5 separate regions of the Mus musculus genome follow, and all the other regions are linked to region 2. The links are chromatin contacts, called in public HiChIP or PLAC-seq maps. All regions are on one chromosome and are shown on one strand. The core of a region is the stretch at or near the end of the contact, and the rest is flanking DNA. Distances in the headings are between cores, read along the strand shown.

Region 1 (5,102 bases), core at 2,308-4,807, 550 kb after region 2:
CTGTGTCACACAGAAGCGGTTGCACTAGGTGGGGGCATGGGTTCAAGTAGAGCCTCCCCGTCTTAAGGGTCACCATCCAGAAAATCAGCCTCTCGGTATGGTTCTCTGAATAGATTGGTGCACTGTGATCAGAAGATATACATGAGAAGGGGACTGAGGCTGGAGGTGCGTTGCAAGGCTTCCTGGAGTAGTCACCATATAAGGCCCAAAGCCAACAGTTGTGATGGCAGTATTTACCAGAAGGTTCCCAGGAAATGTGTGAACTGACTCCAAAACAATGTTTTCTTGGATCTTCGATGTCTGACCAAACAACCTACAACACAGTGTTCTGCCTCTCAACAGCTGCACTCCAGACACACTGGCCTTCCTCCCACAGCATGGTCTTGGATCTATCTGCCCCAGGGCCTTTACACATGCTGCTTCCCCCAGAACAGCATTTTCCACCTTTCATATCATCAGCTTCCTCTGATCTTTGGATTTTAAACGAAAAGTCTTCTCAGAGATACCTTCCCTGATCATCCCTCTGGTGCAAATTTAGTCACCTCCCAGTTATTCAAGTTTACTTCCAAGGAGAAAAATCTACATCCATGATACAGCTGTGTCTTGGTTTGTTTGACCCATCTTCCCCTTAGTATTGTGGGTGCCTTAGGGCAAAGGATGTGAACACCTGCTCCAGTGGCTGCTTTGCCTCAGCACCCAACATGCAGAAGACACACAATATAGACCTAGATAGATGGATGGGTGGATGCATGGATGGATGGATGAATGACTGAATGAATGGGTGGGTGGATGGGTGGATGGGTGGATGGATGGACAGTTGAGTGGATGGATGTTTGTATGGATGATGGATGAATGAGTGAGTGGGCAGGTGGGTGGATATGTGGGTGGGTGGATGGATGGATGGACAGATGGATGGGTAGATGAATGGATAAGTAGGTAGGTGGTGAATGGATGAATGGGTAGGTAGATGGATGGATGAATGGATGGACAGATGAGTGGATGGATGGACAGACAAGTGGATGGATGGATTGGTGGATGGATAGCTAGATGGATGGATGGACAGATGGACAGATGGATGAATGGATGTAGAGATGAGTGGATTGAAGGACGCATGCAAGAATAGGTGAATAGATAGGTGAATGCAAGTATGGCTGGGTAAGTGGGTGGGTGGATAAATTTATGGATTGGTAGATGAACGGATAGATGGCTACTGCATTATAAATACCACCTTTAGGCAGAGGACTTGGACACCTAACTTTCTTTGTACGACTGTGAGAAATCAAGTCTGGTAACATGAGGTACGACGAGGTGAAGGGACAGGACTATTATCACCTGCTCTACGATAGAGGGAATTGGGGATGGCTTCCCAGAGATGAATTTCTTCTCAACCTTAATGTTGCTAGGAGCCAGTGAGGCTGAGGTAACAGCACCCACAGGGTGGGCTCTTCCATGCGGGGTGTTTTACCCAGAGTGGCCCTTACTCCACTGTTTGTGACGAGAAGGTAAATGGTTAAGATGAAGGTAGCTGGAGATGTCACAGTTGCTAAAAGCATTGGCTGCTCTTCCAAAGGGCCAGGGCTTAATTTCCAGTACCTATATAGCAGCTTACCACCGTCTAACCCCAGTCCCAGAGGCTCTGATGTCCCCTATTGGCTTTGGGGAGCACCAAGCATGCATGCAGTGCATAGACAAACACAGGCAAAATGCCCATACACATAAAACAAAAATAAATAAATCTTTAAAACAATGCTGATCCTTAGGCACCAACCTAATGAGCTGGAACCTTTAAGGCCCTCCAGAACATCTGCATTCTCATGTGCTATCCCAGCAGTCTCTGAGCCCAAAACCCAGTCTCTTTTTGTTAGTCAGGAACCAGCAGTCCAACTGAGCCAAGGAGCAAGCTGCCAACAAGCCGTCCATATGTATGCCCACAGACCAAGCTTGCTCTTGGTCCTTGAGGTGGGGATAAGCTCAGCCTTTCCTCCAAGACTCAAAATCAATCAATCAATCTCTCTCCTCCACCACCTTCCTTGGCAGTTCCAAAGAATCTGAGCTGACCCCATCCTTTAAGCCCTGCTAAGTCATGGTGACCCTGTTCCTCATGGGCTGCTGAGTCACCGCCAGAAACCTGTAAACTCAGTCCAAGCATCATTCACAGGAGGTAGGAGATGCAAGAGCATGAGTTAGTTTTTTGGTTTTTGTTTTGTTTTGTTTTTTGAGAGAGAGAGAGAGATCTGTATGACTGACTTTGACGTTTCTGCCTCTGGCAGCCATTTATTGTCTTGTGAGGTAGACAATCGTCCAACTGTCAACAAACACACATCATCAACATCACAGCTACACATCATCATCTTCGCTGCACGTGCCAGAATTCCCATGGAGAGGCTGGGAGCTCCCCCAGCTCTGAGTACCCACCACACAGGGGCAGACAATCCTCCAGTGTCCCAGATAGAGAATCTGGTGAGCTGAATGACTGGCCCCATGAGAAACTGAGACAGAAGGAAGAATCTAGAGCCTGTGGGAAGCCAGTGGGGCAAGCCACTGTTTTTTGTCCAGAGCCTCAGTTTTCCCTCTGTAGAATGGGTGTCCACCCTGATCCTGTCTTACCGAATATGATGTCCTGGTGCCATTTCCAGTAGCCCTCCTCTGGTGTCACTGCAGCTCCCTGAAGATCCTATGGGGGAACCAAATTTCTGCCTATTGGACACAGAGTAAGGCAGATAGACACAAGATACGGTTGACTTGTGAGGCCAGATATCAGAAGAACCATCCCAGCCTCTGCCTCCCTCTTCTGGGTAGCTGCAGCCACTTCAGGACCCACCAGAGACGGATGCAGAGGCCTCCACCCACAGAAACTGCACGAGCTAATACCGAGTTATCGCTGCTTCCCGGTAACGAGTCTCAAGTCTCGGGGCTGTTTGTTTCACAGTTACAGACAGCTGACACACAGAGAGAAATGGATAGAAACACACCAAAATACGATCATCAATCCTTGGTATTTACTGTTCCTGGGTGCCAGCCAGACTCTGCTCATGATTTCTGCTCATTCCCTGGGTACACACCAACATAGAGTTGCTTCACAGATGAGCAAAGTGTGCCCAGAAACAGGGAGCTACTTGCCCAAGGGCACACAGCCTGATAGGGATGTTAGCAGGTCTATCAGTCTCTGAATTGCAGCACACTCTGCATTCCAAGCGAGGATATGGACTCCCCGCCACCACCACCCCCGCCCCCGCATTAGTGTTACCTTCTAATGGGGTGTTTTTCCCTGTGGGGAAGACATAAATGTCCGTGTGTCGGCAATCCTTCGGGGCAAGTCAGCAGAGACCTCAGCATCAGGGACTTCTCGGATGGTAGCAGGGAGCCACGTGCTGGAGAAAAGCCCAGACCCTGGAGGGAATCTCAGGAACTTAGCAAGGATGGCTGGGCTGCTGTCTGCCGGAGCCGCAGGGGTTAAAGAGAAAGGCTGGTTTGAAGAAATTCTCTAAGCTGGTGTTAGATCAGGAGGAGAAGGCAAAACGCTTGTAAATTCCACCCGGGGAATTGGGCCCCGAATCGGCTCACCTTTCGTGGACACCCCCGCAGCCCCCGCCCCGCCTGAGAGGACAGCTGACCTTTGGAGGGAAATAATGAAAAGAAGAAATTCCTTGGAGAAAATAATGTGTCCGGGCCTCAGTAATGAGATCGGCTCCTTTCATGTTGCCATGGCGACGGCAGTCATCTTATAATACAAACCCATGAATGGTCCGGGCGGGCAGCCTCACAGCCGAGGGGCCAGGGAGGGGGTTAGCCTCTTGCAGGCTGGGGTCAGGGGCCACCGGGCCTCATTTCCCCGAGATGCAGCCTGGCTCCGGGGTCTCCGGGGCTGGGGGCTTGGGCCTAGCTGACAGTTGCACCACAGCCCTGGGTTCACGGGAACTTTGCAGCCTGATGCTGGCGGCACCTTCTTGGCTAAGCAGCCGCTGCAACCCACATGCGGGGTTACTCTGCAGCTGCTGCCTAAGGGAGACACGGGAGCTTCACTGTCAGATCAGGAAACTGAGGCACAGGTCGCAAAATGAGCTCCTCCTGGTTCAGTTCTTAGGCCACAGCTATGTGTGGTCCAGACCACTGTTGGGCCGGGACCTCTCGGCAGCAGGGAAGTGGTTAGAGGCTGAAAAGATGCTCCTCTCAGACTGACAGGACTATGGAGGACCACCTGTGTGTGAAAACACACTGGGCTGGGCTAGCCTGGTGGCAGAGCACCATGTGACACTCATAAAACCCTGGGTTCCATCGCCCAGAGCCTCCCTATGATTGACATCTGACAAGTTACAGCTGCCGTTTGTCAGTGGAATGGGGCTGGAGAGCTCAGTGGTCACATAGATTTTTTTTTTTCTTGCAAGCATGAGAAGGCAGAATGGATGCCCAGAACCCAGGCAGGACCCAACGCAAGAACAAGGATTTGCCAGCCCAGGGATCTTGCCCAGTGATGGGAGGCAGAGACAGGAGGGTCCCTGGAAGTTCTATGGCCAGCTAGCTAGAGTACACACAGCACATAAGAGGACCTGTTAAAATAAGGTTGAGGGTGAGGATTGAGACCTGAGGTTGTCCACTGATCTCCACACCTATGCCACAGCACACTTACACACGTGAACACACACATCACACTCATATACATACATACATACATACATACATACATACATGTACGCAAATGTTTAAAGTGTGTGCATGTATGTAACAGCAGGAAGGATGGTGCACAGGGAAAAGTCTCTGTTAGAACTAAACCAAAGTACAGTGTAAGCCTCAGCAGCGTGGTGCCCACACCCCTGCGCTGCCCTGCACTTTGCGTGGGCGGTGCTCTTCCTTTAGGGTTGAGGGTACTCTGCCTAGATGGGTTATTGCAGCTCAAGGACACTGCGGGAGACAGAGAACACTGTCTGAAAGCAGACTCACGGGACACACAGGTGAGGCAGGGGGTCTTCAGGAGGGAGGCCTAGAGGAGAGTGGCAAGAGAGGAATGGATGCAACAAGGAGAAGAAGGGAGGAATCAGAGAGGAAAGAGGAGAGGGAGGAGGAAGGGGAGGAGGGAGAAGAGGAGGGAGGAGGGGAAGAGGGGG
Region 2 (5,020 bases), core at 1,115-3,614:
TCCCTTATTTCCTGATTATGGGATGTCTTTGTGACACTCTGGCAGTAAAATGTGTCATAAATAGGGCTGGGAATGTGGCTCAGTCTGTAAAAGCACTTCCATATAAGTATGGGGACCTGAGTTTGGTGCCCAGAACTGATATAAATAGCTGGTGATGTGTACTTGTGCTCCCCCCCCCCACCCCGCCCGCCCAGTGCTGGGGCAGCAGAGACAGGAAGATTCCTAGAGTTTGCTGGTTATTTGGCCTAGCTACTTGGTAAGCTCCAGGCCAACAAGAGACCCTGTCTCACAAACCAAGGGAAGTGGTCCTGAGGAACACACCTGAGGTTGTGTTCTGCATGCATGTGCACATACATGTATATCCGTGCGCACCTATACTCACAGGAATGAGGCAGAAATGGCAGATTGTCTGTCCTGAGCCTATACCCCTTGATGCTTCACAAACTCCTTCTTTCCCTGTGGTTCCTGCCACACATTCTTGCCTGCTGGAGACTGGGAACCACATGACACAGATGTGAGTTAGTCATCCAAGGCCCCTCTCAAACTTCCCACTTCTAGCTGGCCCCAGACCATCCAGACCTTCTAGCCAATCTCAGATATAGTGGCCCACCCAGACAGTCTAGACTCTTGGCACTCAGAAAAGCCACTGAGTACTAATTAGCCATGTACTAGTGAGTGACAATGAGTAAACAGATGTTGCTTAATACTGCCAGATACTGGGTCATTTTGTTACACAGCAGTAGCTAGCAGCTACACCTCTATCATGAAGACTTGCCTCGAGGACCAAGTATAACTGTGTGAGAAACAATGTTGCTGTGTGTGGAACCCTGACTCTGCCTGGCCTTATGCTCAGATGTGGGAAGAGTCCAAATGTGTGCCTTCAAGGGCAGAGCATCCCAGTGCCTCACACACAGGGCCTGGTGTCTATGCATTGGCTGTTGGATACTATTGAGCCTGAGACTCTTAAGCCTTCCTCTGGCTTGGGTGTGGGTTCGAACTATGTGTCTAGAGGCTCTGGTGTCTCCGTTGCCCAGGGTTAATTGGGAGGCAGACTTTCTTGTGGTAGAGCTGTGTTAGACCAAGGCAGGGCAGGCAATGGAATGTGGGCCAACCTCAGCCCATGTGTGAATACAGACTCTGAGGTCCCAGCTCAGCCCTTGAGTCAGAGAGAACATTGTAACCAAAGTCCAGTGGGTTTGTGTGCCTGGGTTCCAGTGCACACCAGTTTATCCACAACACACCCTGCCCCATACACACAGACAAAGCTAGCTATGCTAAGGGACTGGTAGGCATGTAAAACATTTCCAATCCAGTGCAGAAGGACACTTTGGTAAGATACAGTACAAACAGCTAACAACTACAGACTTTAAATGGGAAATCAAACCCTTGCTCCATGCCTTTGCTCTGAGGGTGGATTTGATAGATGTGGTATTGCTATCTGCCACACCCTGGTTCCCTTCCCCTATAGGTCTCTCTCTGTGACAGGGCACAGTTAGCCAGCACCAGGTGTCATGGCCCCGCTCTGCACACCACCACGCTGGCATACACAGTGGTGGTGCAGCAGACAGCACGAGCCATGCGGAGCTGTGTTTGACATTGTCGACTGGGAAAGACGCTGGCCTTGGGCCGCACTCAGCAAACTGCTGGCTGGTGATTCTCCTCTTCTTTCTCAGCCTCCTGAGGACTATGACCATAGGTTTATGCCACCAAATCTGGCTCAGTAATACTTAAAACAAACTTTCCTCCATTTCCTGGGTAGGTAATGGGGGCCCAGAGACGTTAAGTTACTTGCCCAAGGCCGCTTAACACACTGGTGGCGTAACCTGAGTCCATTTGTTTGAACATTTCAAGGCAGGGGATTGGAAAGGAAGGCATGTCAGCAAGCGACACGCAGAGGACATTGTACCCTGTACTCTGCGTGAGTGACAGCTGTCAAGGAGCCAGGCACAGGGGAGGGCTCTGGCGTCTCCATAGCCGTCTTTTATGGGAAGCTGGCATCTTAGAATCTTTACCAGCTCAGGGCTGGGAGGGTCTCCATGGCCCTACTGTGTGTGATGCAGAGCCTGCCCTCCTATCCATCCGTGCTGCCAGGGCACAGGGCCAAGCTCAATTCACTGGGGCCCTCTCTCTTCCTTTCCTGTCCCTAGAGCTCTAGGGGCCCAGCAGAGAGGCCTAGGGTCTGGCAGGCTGGGTGAGGGCTTGTTATCCACAGGCTGATGGCTGCCACTGAAGACTGCCCGAGGACATCCAGGCGGGAGCTGTTTCTGAGGCCTGCTGTGCCCGGAGAGCTGGCTGCCAGTGTCTGTGCCCAGGGTCCGTGTGCTTCTTCACTGACTCATTAATCCTGATTAACAGAAAAAGGCAGCAGGCGGGGGCCCTCTTAACAGGCAAGCGGCGGCTGGCGTGCTTTCACCAAGCACAGTGGTGCCCAGGAGACTCAACATCGATGAATTATTCAAACCAGCCAAGGCAGGGAAACCCAAAGACATGGCGTGGTGGCACCTGCCCCCGTCCTGCCCCCGGGGCTGCTGTACCCTGCATCTTGGGGCACAGGCCCAGGGCTCCTTGGTGACTGTGCTCCGACCCCTCCTTCTCAGATGGAAGTTGAATTTGCAATTGATTGTTCCCAAGTGCCTTAGAGGTCTAGTAATGGATCCAAAATGACATTTCCCACCTGCCGGTCCCCGGGGGACACTGAAAAGGGTTTGTGGATGGGCCTATGATGGAGAATGTGACAGGGGAGGCTCAGAAGAGGGATGCATGTGTGTATGCATGTATACATGCATGTGTGTGTATGTATGAACATATGTATGTATGTGTGTATACATGCATGTGCTTGTATGTGTACGCATGCTATGTGCATGTGTGTTTGTGTGTCTGTATGTATACATGCATGTGTGTATGGGTGCCTATTGGTGTACACGTTTGTGTGTGTGTACACATGTTTGTGTGTGTATGTGCATGTACACATGCACATGTGTTATAAGTATGTAATCGTCTTTTTTTGGTAATGTGTCTACACATACGCACATGTGTTATATGTATGTACACATGCATGTGTGTGTATGTGTATATGTCACACAGTAGCAGCAATGCCTGGAATGTTAGGAGAGGAACCGCCCAGGGCCCAGAATAGAATACCACACCAATGGGCTGAGGGAGTATTTGGAGAATACAAGGGGTAAACTGAGGTTGGAAGGGGGACAGGCACCTGCCCCAAGTTGCTAAGTAACTGAAAACCATGGAGCTGGGCTCACAGCCCAGGCTGATTTGTCCCCAGCAGACTGACCCATGGCTGGGCACAGGCAGTGTGCCAGGCCTTGAGTGAAGGGTTTTGTTCCCTGGCATCTTCATGATTCCTATATTGATTCCCATGAGGAAGTGGAGTTCACAGAGACTGTGCCTCAAGGTAGGCTGGAGAGAGGCAGCCTTGAGTGCAGAGTGGTCCTGTGGGGTGCTGGGCCTACATTGAAGTTAGTGGCTCTGGGCCTCCCTGTATGCCAGGAATACAGTCAGTGAAACAGCCCTCCTGCCCAGACTGGGCATGCTGGGGCTCATGCTGCCACCTCCCTTCTGTCCCCAGACATGTGGGTGTAATCAAGTTTTCTTTTTTTTTTTTGTAATCGACTTTTCTAAAACTGTCTTTATAGCACCCATGGCATTTGGGGAGTTTGAACAAAGGCCCGAGAAGAGATTTCTGGACAAAGGGTGCAGAGGACCTGGATGTCTGGGCGCAAAACTAGTCCCTCCCAGGATGCCTGCTGTTAGCTGTGAGCAGGGTTGAGCATCCACAAGGCTTTCCTGAGTAGAGGCAGAAGCTGCTAATGGGTTGGAGTCGGGATGGGGCCTCTGAGCCCAACCGTGATGTGAAAGGACAGTGGTGACAGAAGTTTGGGGCTTGGCGAGCCTGTCACTGTGTAAGCCATTTACTCCTGAGCACACGTCAGGAGGTCGGCACCCCCAGGGCTGGCACCACCAGTGTCAGCATCCCTGGGGCCAGCATCCCCAAGGCTGGCACCCCTGGGGTCCCCTGGGGTCCCCTGGGGTCCGTATAGTGTTCATTTCTCAGAGGAGGAGACTGAAGCTCAGAGAAAAAGCTCAGGGGGAATAAAAGAGAGAGGATTTGAACCTGGGGTGTGTGACACCTAAGTGGGGTGCACTGTGCCTGGAGTATCTCTGTCTAGTCTTGAGCTTCTTTCACAACTCTGAGGTCCTGTGTCCCTTCCTGAGGCAACTGTTAGGGGTTCATGTCCTGAAGTCCTGGAGGAGGCATGTTGGCCTTTCAAGGCCCTGTCCTGAGAGAACCCCATCTTTCCCAGAGCCCTCCCCCCTCCTCAGCTCTGCTTTCTATAAACAGTGAATGACCTGGGTGCCTATCACTTCCAGTGACTGAGCCTTTGGCTTGCATAGAACTCGTTCCAGGGGTGACCAGGCCAACCAGGAAGACGGGTGGCAGCTCTCGCTGTTCTCTATAAAGGCAGACCCTGAAAAGTGACTTCTGAGATGTCCAGCTGCCTCTCCCTCCCCTTCCTTCTCTTCCCCCTCCCCTCCCCTCCTCTTCTTTTTCTTTTTACTCTTCTCTCCTCCCTCTCCTCTCTCCTTCCTCCCTCTTTGCTCTTCCTCCCCTTCCCTCCCATTTTATCATGTTCTGATAAAACTTTACTTACAAAACAGGCAGTGTGTTACACAGACAACAGGCTGTGGTTTGATGGTCCTTGGGGTATAGAAAAATGTCACAGATTGGGGGGGGGTGTTTCACAGACCTGTAGTCTGTCCCAGGCCATCTCTACTTCCTGGCTGTGCCGGAGCTTGTGAGATCTCTCAACTGTTTCCACAGTGCAAGGTAGGATCTTGACAGCACCACCTCACAGCTGGGCAGTGGCTGGGACTGGATGAAACCTCTAATGGCTCTGAATACCCAGTTGTCCCACAAACTTCTTTGTTTCACTGCCTTAGTTTTTTGAAACAATGTTTCTCCTGGCTGGCTAGTGAATACTAGGTGCCTTCACTTCTCTGCCTC
Region 3 (5,101 bases), core at 1,334-3,833, 610 kb after region 2:
AGTGCCTTCCAGCTGGGTAAGGTTGTGAGGCAGCTTGAGACAGACAGAAGAGGAATGAAGACACAGAACTTGGTCACCCACCCCTCCCCCACTTCCAGATCACTCAGATCATACTCCTCCCAGAAAGGCTCTGAGAGGTCCTTACATGGCCCCCAGGGGCCAGGTCACGCAAGGCTTTACAAGAGGCTAAATTTAAAACTGCAACCCAGACCTCAGGACAGGGGAAAAACACTTGGAGGAGGGGGACCATGGGTGAGGCCAGAGCTTCAGGCATCTGCCCAGGCCCTCAGAGTCACCCAAGGGACACGGTTCTAATGTGCCCAGGGAGTGTTTCTGTAACAACCACAAGTCTTGGCCAGACCACCTGGCTGTCACCTGGAGCTCTCTGGTCCCTGCCTGGAGTCATTGTTGAGGAGGAAAGAGACCTCCAGAGGGCCAGGACTAATGTTCCTGCAGAGGAACAAAGCATGCTGCTGTAAAGCACTCACTCACAGATTAAGGTAGGACTCAATCCCATGAACACAGACAGGAAATGTCCAGAGCAGGCATACACATGCACCTCGTAGGTGTCTCTGGTCTTCTGAGTTATTGCACAGGAATCTTTCACATGCAGCACACATGGTACAGAAAAAGCAAGCCAGTCCATCCCAGCTACATATGTGTACATGCATGTGTGGAAGAGAACAGCACATGGCTGCTCACATAGGACAAGAGACCTCACTTGCAACACACACATATACCACATACATTCACACATGTATGCACAAATATAAACAGATACACACATGCAGACACACATACACTCACACATACTTCCACATATATAGACATGCACTTGCATACATATATACATTCACACACATATACATACATATAGTCACATACACTACACTCACACACTCACTTACACATAAATACATACACACTCATGTATACACATATGCATATATATGCTCACACACATACAAATACGCACATACACTTACACACATATATATGCCTACACAAACATATACATACATACACTCATGTACACACATACACACATATACATATACACATATACTTACATAGACACATACTAACCCATGTATACACATACACTTATGTACATACATATACATATATACATACAAACATTTATACATACCAACATATATACACACAAATATATACATATATACATTCACACACATATACTTACACACATATATATATACAAACACACACTCACACTTATAGTACACACTCATGCACACACATATGCATACATATATGTATATACTCACACAAATATATACTTAAACATACATGCACATACACTCATGCACACACATATACATATATACATACACACACATATACACAGACATACATGCACATACACTCACACATACATAGTTACACATACATACACATGCACTCATGCACACACATACACATATATACATACACACATATACACATATATACTCAAACATACACTCATGCACACACATACACATGCACTCATGCATACACATATATACATACAGAAACACATATACACATACATGCATATGAACACACACACACATACTTCTTGTACCATGCTGTCATCTAGAACCTAGAAGAGGAAAGAGTTTTGGTGTGTACTGAAGAGCCAAGATAGAATTCTGAGTGGATCAGAACAGAGACCAAAGAGAGTCATGTAGTCAGAAACAGGGTGCAGGTTTTAATGTGACCACCCCAAGTGACCTCAACAATCTTGCTTACAGAAGGTCTGCTGGAACAGGAATGGTGCCAGGGGCTCCTCAGTGAGCAGTAGTGTGGAAGGAGAGGACAACAAAGCATGGGCCGAAGACTGTCCTTGGGCCTCCATGTCCTCATCTGTAAAATGGGCATAGATGCAAGGCACAAAGGACATCAGGGCTGGGCCAGGTGCTAGACTCATTCCATACAGTGAAATCAGACCAGAGCAAATGGAACCAGCTTCTGGTGGTAGAGTCTACCACCCTGGGAAAACTGAGGCCCAGAGACAGAGGTTAGATGGATACAAGCTGATCTCACAAAGGAGGGAATGGCAGGCAAGCCTTCTGCTTATATTTGACAGCTGTGTCACCCCCACCAGGGGCCCCAACAGACACAAGAAGGGAGCAAGAGGTGAGGGCCACCAATGGGCCTGCAGCATCCACACCCTTAAGCTCCCCACAAGCTCAGGATGCTACTGAGAAATAGCCATGTCCCAGAGGGGGAAACAGAGGCACACATCTCAGTCACCTGCAGAGATCCCAGAGCCAAGTGTGTGACAAGGCTGGGCCTGCAGCCAGTGCTGACACTTCTGGGATCCCTCTGCAGCCGGCCCGGCCCTCTGTCACTAGCTTCCCTAGTGTCCAACTCCAGACAGTGGTGTTTCCTCCCTTCCTGCCCAGATGGTGACTGTCGCTTTGTCCTGAGGGTGTCCTCCTTTTGCTCTGCTTTCTCTGGCTTTCTTTCTTTCTTTCTCTCCCCCAGCCGCAATTGGAAGGACAGAGAAGCAATTCCCTGGATGGCAGGAGCAAACAAAAGGGGCGGCTGTCAGCTAGTCCCAGGGCCCTGCCACCCAGAGCTGGGGATATGGAAATGAGCTGGTGCATATGCAAATGAGACTCCTGGTGATTTGCATGGGGCTGCAGAATAAAGTGGAAGAAGGCGGTGGGAGGCTGTCAAGTTCTGCCAGCCCCTCCGTGGGGCCTCTTCTTGGTACTTGGCCTCTGCAGATAACCTCCCTAGGGACAGCCTCTCTGAATGCTGGTCCTTTACAGTACGAAGGATCTGGGCAGCTGTAGGGCTTCCTCCTTCCTATCTGGGTAAATAAATCGAATTTTCTGTTTATTGCCTCGTTGTGCCAACATGCTGCTGGTTGGGTGTTTTATGAAATGCAGAGAGAAGTCTGAGATGGTGCTTAGTGAAATGGTGGACCATGAGGGACACTCAGAGCAGGTGCTATAGACAGCAAATATACAGAGGAGCCTCCTCCTGCCCAGGCTGAGAATCCAAGGCAGCTTTGATGTGCTCTGGATGATGTGTGTGCAGAGTACTGGGGCAGGGGTGGGGGGAGTCAGGCTCCAAGGGCCCTCTCAGCAGGGCCTGGCTGGGTGGAGGATGGGTAAGGGGATGAAAGAGAAAAATAAATAAGGAAAAGAGCTTGAAGGATGGCTGGATGCATGGGTGCAGAGATGCTCGGATGATCAAACACCATGGCCAAAGCAACATGGGGAGCCAAGGTTTATTTGGCTTAGGCTTCCACATCACTGTTCATCCCCAAAAGCAATAACAGCAGGAACCTGGAGGCAGGAGCTGATGCAGAGGCCATGGAAGGGTGCTGCTTACTGACTTGCTCCTCATGGCTTGCTTATCCTACTTTCTGATAGAACCCAGGACTGCCAGGCCAGGACAATACTGCCCACAAGGCTGAACTCCCAGGGTTTGTCCCAGGCTCTTGACTTGAAAATGGGTCTGGCAATCCCAATCCCAAGGACCTCTCTGCTAGTAGCTCAGCGGAGACAAAGAGGAGCACAGGCTTCCTCAGCACCCTACACAAAGAGCATAAATGCCTAAGTGTGTAAGCTGGCCTTTTCTGTCAGTGAGCCAAGATCATCAGTGAGATGCCCGGAGGCTCACAGGAAAGCATGGATACTTTCTCCTTAGTGAGATAAAATACTTGACAAAGGCAACGTAAAAGAGAAAGGATGTATTTCAACTCACAGGTCCAGAGGGATACAGTGTATTGTCGCAAGGAAGGCCTGGTGGCTGGAACAGGAGGCTGGTTGGTCACATGACATCCACAGTCCAAATACACAGAGAGGAATATTGCTGCTCAACTCCCTCTCTCCATTCCTGTAGTCCAGGACTCCAATCAGGCAAAGGTGGCACCCACAGCGAGTAGATCTTCCCACCTCAGTTAATGTAATTGAGATAATCCCTATAGGCATACCCAGAGGCCCACCTCCCAGGTGATTCTAGATTCTGTTAAACTGGCAACTAGCACTGGCCATCACAGTGGGTGTATAACCCTGGCACAAGATGAAGTTATTATCCACACTGTGTCTACATAGAATATAACATCAGGACACAGCTGCTGCTCCAGCCATGTGCTGAACAGTTTTGTATCAACTTGACATAAAGCTAAAGTGATCTGAGAGGAGAAAGCCTGGAGTAAGAAAATGCATCCGTGAGCCAGCACTTGGGAGGCAGAGACGGTGTACCTCTGTGAGTTCAAGGCCAGCTTGGTCTACAGAGAGAGTTCCAGGAGAGCCAGGGCTACAGGGAGAAACTCTAGGGGAAGGAGAGTGTAGACACAAAACAAAACAAAACAAAACAAAACAAAACAAAACAAAACAAAACCAAACACAAAACCAAACAAACAAAAAATGCCTCCATTAAGATTAGCCTGTAGGCAAGCCTATAGGGAATTTTCTTAATTATTGATTGATGGGGGAGGGCCCAGCCCATTGTGGGTGGAGCCAACCCTGGGCTGGTGGTCCTGGGTTCTATAAGAAAGCAGGCTGAGCAAGCCATGGGGAGCAAGCCAGTAAGCAGCACCCCTCCATGGCCTCTGCATCAGCTCCTGCCTCCAGGTTCCTGCCCTGCTTGAGTTTCCACCCTGACTTCCTTCAGTGATGGACTATGATGTGGAAGTACAAGCTAAACAAACCCTTTCTCCCTAAGTTGCTTTGGTCATGGTATTCACCACGACAATAGTAACCCTAAGACACTTCTGCAGCAGCCCCTCCCCTCACACGGATACTGACAGGTACCTACTGAGACACTGTCTGTGAAGCCCAAGCTAACAGAATCTCAGGACCTGTCTTCAATACCACAGGGTAGTGAAGACACCACACACACGGCTCCCCACCCCTACCCTGCCTCCTACCTGGGAATCAGAGAGCCTGTCTGTAGACTTGTGCTGGGAAATCTCACCATCCTCAGAAAAGTATTTATGTTCAAACAGACTCCACTCTGTCACATACATCCTGTTTCCTCTCTTCAGAGACCCCACCATGCTGTCTGTTCCCAATATTAGGGGCATGAATGCCCCTCACAGCTGCTGGCATACTTTTGCCTCTCTGTATGTATGTTC
Region 4 (4,854 bases), core at 854-3,353, 740 kb after region 2:
GGGGCTTTAGTTAGCCCACCTGAACAAACACGCGCTGCCTGCCACTGAAGCCAATGGGCTCCAGCCAGAGGCTTTGGTCCTGCTGGATGGACCCTAGGCTCCTTTTGGCAGCTCCTGATTGGCTGCCGTTCTCTTGCCAACAATGCATTTCAGGGGCCCACTTAAAAGTCTTTCCATCTGCACCGTACAGGCAGCCCCGAGCCACTGGAGATGGCATGCGGCTTTGAGTGTGATGGGTGGGGGGGCCGGCCTCTTGCTTTCTTGCCCACAGCCTCAGTTGCTGAGGAGCCTCTGAGATCTGCCTGCCTTATTGCACTGTGTTCCATCTGGAAACTTTCAGGGTCTTGTTTTTTTTTTTTTTTTTTTTTTTTTTTTAAACACACACACACACACACACACTCCACTTCTTTTGGTTATTTGAGAAAGGGCCTCCCTATGTTGATCTGGCTGGCCTGGAACTCACTACATAACTAAAGCCGGCCTCGGAGATCTGCCTGCTTCTACCCTGGGTTCAGGGATTAAAGGTGTGCGCCAATACACTTGGTTCTTACTAGCTCCTTTTAAGTCTAATTCCCATGTGTAGACTCTCTTTGATCTAATTTCTCATCAAGTCTTCCCTCTAAACCCAAAGGCACACGAGATGTCAGGCCATGGAGTCACTTGAGACTCACTACTGTGGTTGCCAAATTCATGGGCCCTGTCAGAGTCACCACAGAACACACCACAATGTAGGACTTTCAGAGTGAGCTCCAGAGGTTCTCTCTGCAGATCTAGAGTAGACAGGGCCATAGGGTAGGCAACTGTCTCAGTTTGCCCAGCTCTGAATGGTACAGAGGAGATAGGGGCTCAGCCAGAGCAGCCCTGGGTAAACTGGGTTGCTGGACCCATCTGGTACAGGGAGCCCTGAAGAGTCAGTACTCCCAGGTGGTGAGATGCAGGGCTTCAGGCTTCCCTGCACCACATGCTGAGACCCAGGAGGAGTCTAGGACAGGACGGAGCATACACACAGAGGCAGTCGATATTCCCCAGAGTGAAAGCAATTCCCCCCTACCCCAAGATCTGCCTCTGCATCCTTCAGCATAGCAGGTGAGCATGATCAGTAACAATTAAAAAGTGTTGATCAGCTCATCTGAGTGGGGACAGCAGACTTGTTGGTATTTCAGGGGCCAAGTTTCCCAGCAGCCCCCAGCTGGGCACAGCTGAGCTTTAGCTTCTGGGAGCTGCAGGGTATTTGGAATAAAGGCTCAACCTTGGAGAAGTATTAATGAAAATGTCACAGGCACTAAAGTCAAAGCAGATGTGAAGCCAGCTACACAGGCAGACCTAGCTGATAAGAAACAGCCCAGGAGAGAATAAAAACCTCTTGAGATTAGGTCAAGGACAGAAGGGGGGAGTAGGCACCCAGGGGTCCCCCCATGGCAACTCAGGGGAGCCTGTCGTTCCTGCAGAACAAGCTGACATTTCTGTGCTGCCGTGTTATATATTGACATCCCGACAGGGCAGCGTTTGGAGGCCTCCACATCAGCAAATAAATATTACGTCTCCATCTTCAGCTAAGCAGAGCTGTGGTGCATTCCTATTACTTCATGTGGATTAACCATCTGGAAGTTGAATCAAGCCACAGAGTAAAGAATGGGATCCAATTTTGCATTCACCAAAATAAGCCGTACTAGTCTCAATTTATGGCAGATGGTTATGCAGTCTCAGCGGGCCAAAGAATCTCTCTGCAAAAGAATAAAGTTCATGCCAATTACTGTAATAGGAACCGGTACAACAACTGTGTGAAGCTGACGAAGATCGCAGTGATCGCTGAACAGCTCGTAAACCGTGGGGGGGCCAGGGAGCAATGGGCACCCAGTTAATTCATTAAGATAACGGGAGAGACGAGAAAGCACATGCAGTCATAAAGCAGAAATGTTTCCTCGCAAAATGGGAGAGAGTTGAGAGGCTGTTGTTGGGTCACTCGAGCCACAGGCAGGGGGGAGGAAATGGTTAACGGCAGGAGGCACTCAAGCCAGGAATGGGTTAAATCCTGGGCTGCTCTGTTCCAGTCATTCAAAGCAGACCTGGTCTCAGAATCTGGCGTGAGGCCATTGTGGGTGGAGCCTGGGGGTGAGTGGCAAGAATGAACCGGTGGGAACATTGCAGGCTGCTGCCAGAGGGCCAGGCATACATGCACACCTTTGGGAAAGCGTCTTTGGCTGCAGCAAGCTCAATATGCCTGGATGTACCTGTCCATGGCAGTCTGGGGAGAACGGAGCACTGTATGGAAAGAACACTTTGAGTTCTCCCTGTGAGACTGGCTTCAGGTTACAGCACTGCCTGGCTCCTATACAATGGCCCAGTGTTTACATCTGTCTTTAGATGAAAACTGCTATACTCTTGTAACAGGGTGACCAACGGTCCCTGTTTGTCCATGACTGTCTTGGTTTTAGAGTCAAAGTCTGGCCTCCCAGGAATCCTTTGTCCTGGGCAATGCACGCTGGCTGGTGACTCTAGCTAAGAGCCCAACCAGGGCACGAAGTGTTGTTTTCATGTTTCCTTGTCACAGAGCCATGTCCCATGTTAGTGTCGACAATCCAGACTTTCACTGGCGGGACACCAAGGCTCAGAGGGGTCAAGCTTCATTTGGGGCCTATTGTTCAGTAACGGGGGTGGGTGGGCAGGCATCGGAGTACATGTGCGAGACGCCAAAGCCCTTCAGCCAGCATGGCCTCTGGCAGAGTGTGAGCAGACAGCTCCATGCTAAGACTCCGTGGTTTCAAGCACACTTGCAGGGCTCACTAGCAGGAGACGGGTAGCAACAGTAAGGCCTCCGAGCAAGCACAGGGTCACCATCTCATCCCAGCACTTCCCCACCTCCCAGCATCCTGAGATGATGGCTGCCGCATAGCTGAGCCTTGGGGTAGATCGCAATGAGATGTGAGATCTAGGGCAGTGAAGTCCCACCATGGACAGCACTAACATGCACAGATCCAGACCTCAACCTCATGAGTAGAAAAGCTGTGCCTGTCACTCAGTAGGGGCTGAGAGGAAGACTGGAATCCCAATAGATCCCATATTAACAGGATCCTGAATTCATGGCCCACTAGACCGCCAACAGATACTGTCCTCAGCCAGATAGGCAATGCTGGGCAGGAGTGTAGGGGAAGTGGTCTCTGGTGAAGTAGAACAGCCCTGACCTCAGGGTTGCTCCACCCGGGGATTTACAGGTCAGGCTCCCCTGACACCCCAACTGCTGTCAAGCACACTTAGAAGGAACACACCACAGGCTCCTGGAGACCCCTCATGTCCACAGCACTAACACAAAGCCAGCTGGAGGTTGGGGGGAAGACATGGTACTACTGAGGTAGGGGGCCTCAGTAGGGGGGCAGAGCAGTTACCACCCCTTCCATATTAGTGAGACCTCCGAGTGTGGAGTCTTAGGGTTTGCCTGCCACCATGGAGAAGCTCAGCTGTGCCTCAGAGGACTTTATGAGGAGACATTATGAAGATGTTGGTTATCAGAGGTGGCACATGCTGACAATCCAGCATGAAGTTGGATCTTTTGAGTTTGAGGCCAGCCTGGTCTACAGAACAGGGCTACACAGAGAAACCGTTGTCTCAAAATGCACGCACACACACACACACACACACCACACACACACACACACAGACACACACACACACACACAGACACACACACACACACACACACACACACACACACACACACGTGTGCGCGTGCACGCGCTGAGCGGCAAAGCTGTTCTGCTTTTATGCAATCCACATGCCTGAAGCTCTGCAACTGGAGATTGGAGTCTGGACAAGCAGGTGATCTGTGGGACCCTTGATCAGAAGGCAGTCTGCCTCCAGTTTTAGCAGATGTACAGACGGTAACACCTACCTTACAGACATCGTAAAGCTGCAAAACCAGTGTGGGGTCTCCTTGGACGGCCGGCATTGGAGTTGTTTTTGAAATCAGATGGGGCTGGTAAGATGGCTCAGCGGGTAAGAGCACTGATTGCTCTTCCAGAGGTTCTGAGTTCAAATCCCAGCAACAACATGGTGGCTCACAACCATTCGTAGTGACATATGACGCCCTCTTCTGGTGTCTAAAGACAATGTACTTACATATACTAAATAAATTCTAAAACAAACAAACAAATAAACAAACAACAACAAAAAAAAAAATCAGATGATGTCTTAAGAGAAACAACTGTGGGCAGAGATCTAAAAACCTTTTAGTGAGGTGTTACCCTGCCCACGTGGGGCCACACGCCTCACCCTGGGGTGGATGACGCCATACCTCTCTCTGTGATACCAAGGCTCTCTGCCTGCTCCAGGGGCAACATGAAGAGCTGTCTAAGACTGTGGTACCAAAATCTCAATGAACACCTTGGCCGTTTACAGAAAGCTCGCCAGACCCTGATCTGTGCAACCACCGTGACCACAGCTGTGCTGGGGCCTTTCACAGCTCCTCTCCTGCAAGGACTCATGGGACTGGAGGTTAGCTGGCACAAACTGGAGGGGAACCAGGCACAGCAGCACCTCTGGGTGGGTTACAAAGTAAGGGAGGTGCTCAGATGACTATAGCATTCAGAGATGCAGGGAGCCATCTTGCCATGGGCCATTCAGTCAAAGCTTCTGTTTTACATAAACATTAATGATCCGCTCCTGTAGGCCACGCCTCCATTCTGCTTCTCCAAGCCTTCCATGGTCTGAAGTGTAATATTATTTTACTATCAACATACAATAGAAGATCAACACACAGGCAACATGTGAGATGTTTGATAGCTTCTCAAAAACTAAAGCAAACCCCACCAGAAGCCACAGCACAAAGCCTAGGTCAACAAGTTGGGGGCATCACAGCAC
Region 5 (4,727 bases), core at 834-3,333, 770 kb after region 2:
CTATAAGCCTCTGAACCATTCTCTTCCAGGCAGAGGTTCAACATTAAAGCCAGAGAAGGGTCTATGTTCCCCCACATTGAAAAAGTGTCGTTATATTAAACAATCATCTCTTCCAGTACCATCTCACTCCATCAGAGTTCCCGTGGAACAGCTACCACACGATGATGAGGGCTAGAGCACAGGGCTGGTCCCTAAGGTCAGTCAAGCTGAAAGAGGCAGACAAGACAAGACAAAACAAAACAAAATCCCCAAGAATGTATCAACTACCAAAAGAGAAGAAAGAAAGTTCAGTCAGAATCAAAACCAAGCAGTGTCAGCCCAGAACTGATCCCTTACAAGAGACAAGTGCATCAGTCTTCATATTTAAAAGTAGAGAGAAAGGCATACCATGTTTAGGATATTTTAACAGTTAACTTCTAATCATCCATCTACTACCTAGAAGGCTGGCCATGATCTGCCCTCTTATTCTCTGAGTGAGAAGCCACACCCCTTTTCTCTTATGGACTGGGTACAACGTGGCTGTGGTCATAGCAGCCATGTTTTTCCTCAGCTGTAGGGACTGCATAGTAAATACCACACATTCTGACCATGAGCAGCCGACAAGTAAAGGCTAGACTACTATTCTATGTGTCACTAAGAAGACACAGAAGGCTAATGCATGTCACATCTGGGAGACAAACCTTGATTTTGGACGCATTAAAATGTGAAAGGAAAGAGGGAAACCGGACTTTAGAACTGAGGATGAAAAACTGGGGGGTGAGGGTAGGGACTGTGCAAACCTACTCACCTCCATAGAAAAACTCTATGTGAATCCACAATAAAGTGTACATGATTACCTCTAGCGTTGAATAAATAAAACCAATGGCACTAAATAAAGACAGTTCAGACACTAGGACAAGTCAACTTGTAAGAAGGGAGGACTCAGCTTAAATTCTGGTCAGGTTGGCCCCAGGAGACCAGTGAAGGTGAAGCTAAAGGAGGTCAGAAGGGCCAGGCCGCCACACCACACACCTACAGAACCCATCTGCAGTAGATTCAGAAACCAAAGGAACTGAAAACCTTGTGAAAATATCACTATAGATCCGACACACTATTCCATAAAGCACACCTGTGAACCTTTGCCATCAATTCCAGCCACAGGCTGCTTTTCTAAAACATACCATGAAGAGTACCACCCCGTGAGGAACAGACATGGCTTCCTACACCTGGACTTCAACCAGACTCTAAAAATACTTGTTCATTTTATGTGTGTGGGTGTTTTGCCTGTATGTGTATCTGTGCACTCCACGTATGTGCAATGCCCTTGGAGGCTTTAGGTCCCCGAAACTGGAGTTACAGAAGGTTGCAAGTCACTGCATGGTGGATGGGAATTGAACCCCGGTCCTCTGGAAGAGCTCTTAATGAACTCTTTGATCTTTGCCTTGGCTCACATGGCTATACCATACAGGGCAACCAAAGGTGTCCGCAATCTGGGGGGTGAACATTTGAAAAACCAAGATGTCAGTCTCAGCACCAGGGGTGTCCAAGTGGGTCTTTCTGAGACAGATACGTAGAATGAAACCTTCCCCTCTTTGCAGCCAACATTAAAGGCATTATACTGAGAGTGTAACATGACCCAATTATTGACAACAGCACTGTAGCCTGACAGGTGAGAATAATGCACCTTGTCAAAACCAAGACACTTTGCGTTTGCTAGTTTGAATCTGTAAATGTTTAATCAGTTGAATTAAGTAGCATAATATGAAAAGGTAGGAAGTGGATGTAGTTTTCACATCCTCAAGTTTTGTATTTCTATGATTAATTTTTTAAACAGTATCTTCTTGCTGCAGTTTTATTGTTGGGTGCCTGATTTGGTCTCTGGATTTGAAAACTGGTCGATTTATATCCGTATCACAACGGACAAATCTATTCCTTCATGTATGACAGTTTCAGCATACAGAATGCGACCTCAGCTACCAATTACAGCTGCAAATGAGCAATAGTGTGGAATGAGACAGCCTGCTGGCTTTGTTAGTACTCTGTCTCCTGTGGGATCCCAGGGGGAAGGGAGGCTCTGACGGAGAGAAGCCCCTGGCTCATGGTTTATTGTGCTTGCCACCAGCTGCAGACTTCTCATCTCATTAGTTCTTTTAGAATACTGTGGGTGAAGACAGCTGCAGTCTACTTCAGTCTCCAGCTCCTGGGTATTCTGAAGGCTGAATCTGCTATGCACTTTCTGTATAATCCTTGGGAAGAAAGAAAGCAAATTCACTAGGCCAAGGAAACGCACTTTAATAAAAAAAAGGGGGGGGGTTTAAAATCATGTTTAAATGGAGAAAAATCTTATTACTGAGGTGCATTGTGCTTAACATATTTTTGTGATCTAATTTTCATTACCTATACAATGCCCAGAGCCTGGTCAGGATAAGGGCCCGGTAAAAAGCATCATTATCTAGCTAGGCGCACCTTCCGAGACACTACTTGTTCCTCCAACAATAGTCCCAACGACACAAAAGCACAGCAGAATCAGCATAAGACTCGTCTGGATTAGTGCTAACCAACGCTGTGTCACTGACACTCTCATTTAAGTAAAAACGAAGGCGAATGGAAGCCAAGACCCCTCAGAGAACAAACTAAAGTATGATACGGTAAATCAGTGGATTAGTGCCTCCATGCCTCCGGAGTCCCAGAATGCAGTCATTAAATCCATATAAGGAACTGTTCAGCCCTGGTTCAGGAAAGCTGCGCTACCTCATGGGTACACATCTGTTACTTACTGCCACCCTCAACAGAGACCCTCAACAGAAACCAGATTAATTTTGAAGACAAAGAATATTATTTTTATGAATCTTTTAGCATAGTGGCTGTTCCCCAAAATGCAAGCATAAAACCTGTGCTGAGCCAACCTAAATATGTTCTTGAGCGCAGACTGAACTCCTGATTCTGAATGGGGAAGGGAGTGGGTGGTGAGCTTGACAGCTGGTGAAAAGTCAAGGTGAGCCTCAGACACCAGAGACGGCTCAGAGTGAGCCTGGGTCAGCTAGCACAGGTGAGGGTAAGCAGCAAGGAACAGCGACGCAAACACCAGCCTTAGCAACTCTTAGGACACCTGCTCAGGCAGACCAGGGCCCAGCCAGTGTAACAGGATGCCCAGGGGAATTTTACAAAGTGAATGCTAGGGTCCTGCAGCCTGCTACAAATGTTCTACTTTAGCATATAACGATTAATTAGGTGTCTATTCAAAGAGCTCAGAGATAATCACAAAGTTTGAAATGCATGGGCACTACTGTTCAGCTTAGCAAAGCTTGGGGAAAGGCTAAATAAAAACTGAAGGCAAATCGAGCACCCAACCTCTCAGCACTCCTTGACCCCTTTAAATACTCCAGTCCTTAGAAAACAGAAAATGAAAAGTCTCTGACCCCAGTGCTAACTGCCTGCCTGGAGCTGACAAAGCAGGCCAGCTGGCTGAAAAGTGTCTGCATTGAATGTTACTGTAGCAGGGAAGTAGCTCTGCTATATGGTATAATAGCAGAAAAGTAACATTTACTAACTTGTTTAAGAAACTGATTTCAACAGTTATTTTCCAATCAGCAGCTTTCTTTTCTGTTTTTAATTACATATCCCCAGTGACTCCTCACCCTTGCAGGTTCCCACAGAGTACCATTAATACAGTATAAGTAAATCTCATTAATTCAGGTCCTACCACCTTGGAATTTATAATCACTGGCATAGGGGCCTGGCTGAAGTTTATCTTTGCATGATCTATGAAAAAAAGATTTGCTACACAAATTAATAGAGTAACAAGATCTCAGGAGGGTTGTTTAAACAGTTCAGAAGTGTTTTAGAGCAATTCAGAAGGCTTCATTTGCATATAATTATTATGCTAATTACAAATCATTCTTATCTATTCATTAAAGCAGAGTCCCAAAGGACCACTAATTGTCAATAACTTGTTGGCCTAGTTTCTTTTACTAGATGTACCTCAGAGGAACGAAACTGCATTAAAAATATTGTATGATCTAGCCACTTCACGAATCCTTCTGCTTTCCACCAATGAATCCTAAAAGCTGCATTTACAAACACCTGTACTGAGATCAAAGGTGCCATCCTAGTGTTGGCTGGGAGATATGGACAGAGCAGTCCACAGTCTTTCTAATGGCACAGAGACCTCCACAAGGGCCTGGGGTGGCAACGATGATCCCAGATGGACTCATTGTTTACAGCCCAGCAACCTATGGCCACTCCGGTGCCATGGGCCCTGCCAGGTTAGAGAACAACGGAGACTTCTTCCTGCTTTCCAACCCTCTCCTTTCCTTGCCGGAAGCCCATGCTGTGTTTATGAGGGAAGACCCCCCTTCCCCAAATGACAACGTCAGATTTTCAGCTAAGAAAAGTTGACTACCAAATGTGGGATGTGACACCCTGCACATCTGACACCAGAGCAAGGAGCGGCAGGTGAGGTACAGCGTGAAGGCTCAGAGAGCCTGAAGCAACTGCCTGTGCTCCCCTTCCCAGCCCCTCCCCCAAGGGAGCTGAGTTTACTGGTGCGGGCGTGTTTTATGTACAGAACTACCACATACTTAACATTACCCTCCCTTTATGTTTGTATACTTGTTATACTTCTTAAAAATAAAGGCCCATGCCATTAACCATAGTACTCAGGAGGCAGAGACAAGTGAAATCTGAGTTCAATGCTAGCCTGATCTTCACAGAAATTGTTTTAAAATAAAAAGCAAAGAACCACATCC

What was found. HiChIP or PLAC-seq counts read pairs in DNA pulled down with a chosen protein or histone mark.
Region 1: an H3K4me3 HiChIP or PLAC-seq map of embryonic forebrain shows a contact between it and region 2, with 6 times the contacts expected there. The contact joins the promoter of C130026L21Rik here to the enhancer-like site in region 2. A contact is called at or near these places in 15 of 39 promoter capture datasets (the 3T3-L1 cell line, 3T3-L1-derived adipocytes, the HPC-7 cell line and 10 more), 2 of 484 Hi-C or Micro-C datasets (cortical neurons and cranial neural crest), 8 of 115 datasets of contacts at active chromatin or transcription factors (T-cell acute lymphoblastic leukemia, craniofacial prominence, embryonic basal ganglia and 5 more) and 1 of 9 other capture datasets (embryonic stem cells).
Region 3: an H3K4me3 HiChIP or PLAC-seq map of embryonic basal ganglia shows a contact between it and region 2, with 4 times the contacts expected there. The contact joins two enhancer-like sites. A contact is called at or near these places in 5 of 115 datasets of contacts at active chromatin or transcription factors (T-cell acute lymphoblastic leukemia, craniofacial prominence, embryonic basal ganglia and 2 more).
Region 4: an H3K4me3 HiChIP or PLAC-seq map of embryonic basal ganglia shows a contact between it and region 2, with 7 times the contacts expected there. The contact joins two enhancer-like sites. A contact is called at or near these places in 1 of 15 datasets of contacts at CTCF or cohesin (the NIH/3T3 cell line), 6 of 484 Hi-C or Micro-C datasets (B cells, the CH12 cell line, cerebral cortex and 3 more), 11 of 115 datasets of contacts at active chromatin or transcription factors (craniofacial prominence, embryonic basal ganglia, embryonic brain and 7 more) and 1 of 9 other capture datasets (embryonic trunk).
Region 5: an H3K4me3 HiChIP or PLAC-seq map of embryonic basal ganglia shows a contact between it and region 2, with 6 times the contacts expected there. The contact joins two enhancer-like sites. A contact is called at or near these places in 1 of 484 Hi-C or Micro-C datasets (adipose-derived mesenchymal stem cells) and 3 of 115 datasets of contacts at active chromatin or transcription factors (astrocytes, differentiating embryonic stem cells and embryonic basal ganglia).

The regions. Positions count from the first base shown.
Region 1 is chr5:111,580,016-111,585,117 of GRCm38.p6, reverse strand. It overlaps C130026L21Rik (RIKEN cDNA C130026L21 gene), which reads right to left and starts at 3,557. Exons shown (of 4, transcript NR_015546.2): 1 at 3,248-3,557; 2 at 2,822-2,939; 3 at 2,608-2,697.
Region 2 is chr5:112,131,230-112,136,249 of GRCm38.p6, reverse strand. No RefSeq gene overlaps it. Among named protein-coding and RNA genes, the nearest start is that of Gm30032, 13 kb to the right of the region's middle. Within about 2 kb of position 2,364, at least 54 of the 459 cell types and tissues checked have an H3K27ac peak or open chromatin away from gene starts, as enhancers often do. A contact at or near this core is called in embryonic basal ganglia, embryonic brain, embryonic forebrain and 2 more, where this site is marked.
Region 3 is chr5:111,517,178-111,522,278 of GRCm38.p6, reverse strand. No RefSeq gene overlaps it. Among named protein-coding and RNA genes, the nearest start is that of Gm36223, 10 kb to the right of the region's middle. Within about 2 kb of position 2,583, at least 50 of the 459 cell types and tissues checked have an H3K27ac peak or open chromatin away from gene starts, as enhancers often do. A contact at or near this core is called in embryonic basal ganglia, where this site is marked.
Region 4 is chr5:111,391,255-111,396,108 of GRCm38.p6, reverse strand. No RefSeq gene overlaps it. Among named protein-coding and RNA genes, the nearest start is that of Mn1, 24 kb to the left of the region's middle. Within about 2 kb of position 2,103, at least 85 of the 459 cell types and tissues checked have an H3K27ac peak or open chromatin away from gene starts, as enhancers often do. A contact at or near this core is called in embryonic basal ganglia and embryonic brain, where this site is marked.
Region 5 is chr5:111,366,112-111,370,838 of GRCm38.p6, reverse strand. The region is part of intron 7 of Pitpnb (phosphatidylinositol transfer protein, beta); the gene reads right to left. Among named protein-coding and RNA genes, the nearest start is that of Gm36027, 12 kb to the right of the region's middle. Within about 2 kb of position 2,083, at least 33 of the 459 cell types and tissues checked have an H3K27ac peak or open chromatin away from gene starts, as enhancers often do. A contact at or near this core is called in embryonic basal ganglia, where this site is marked.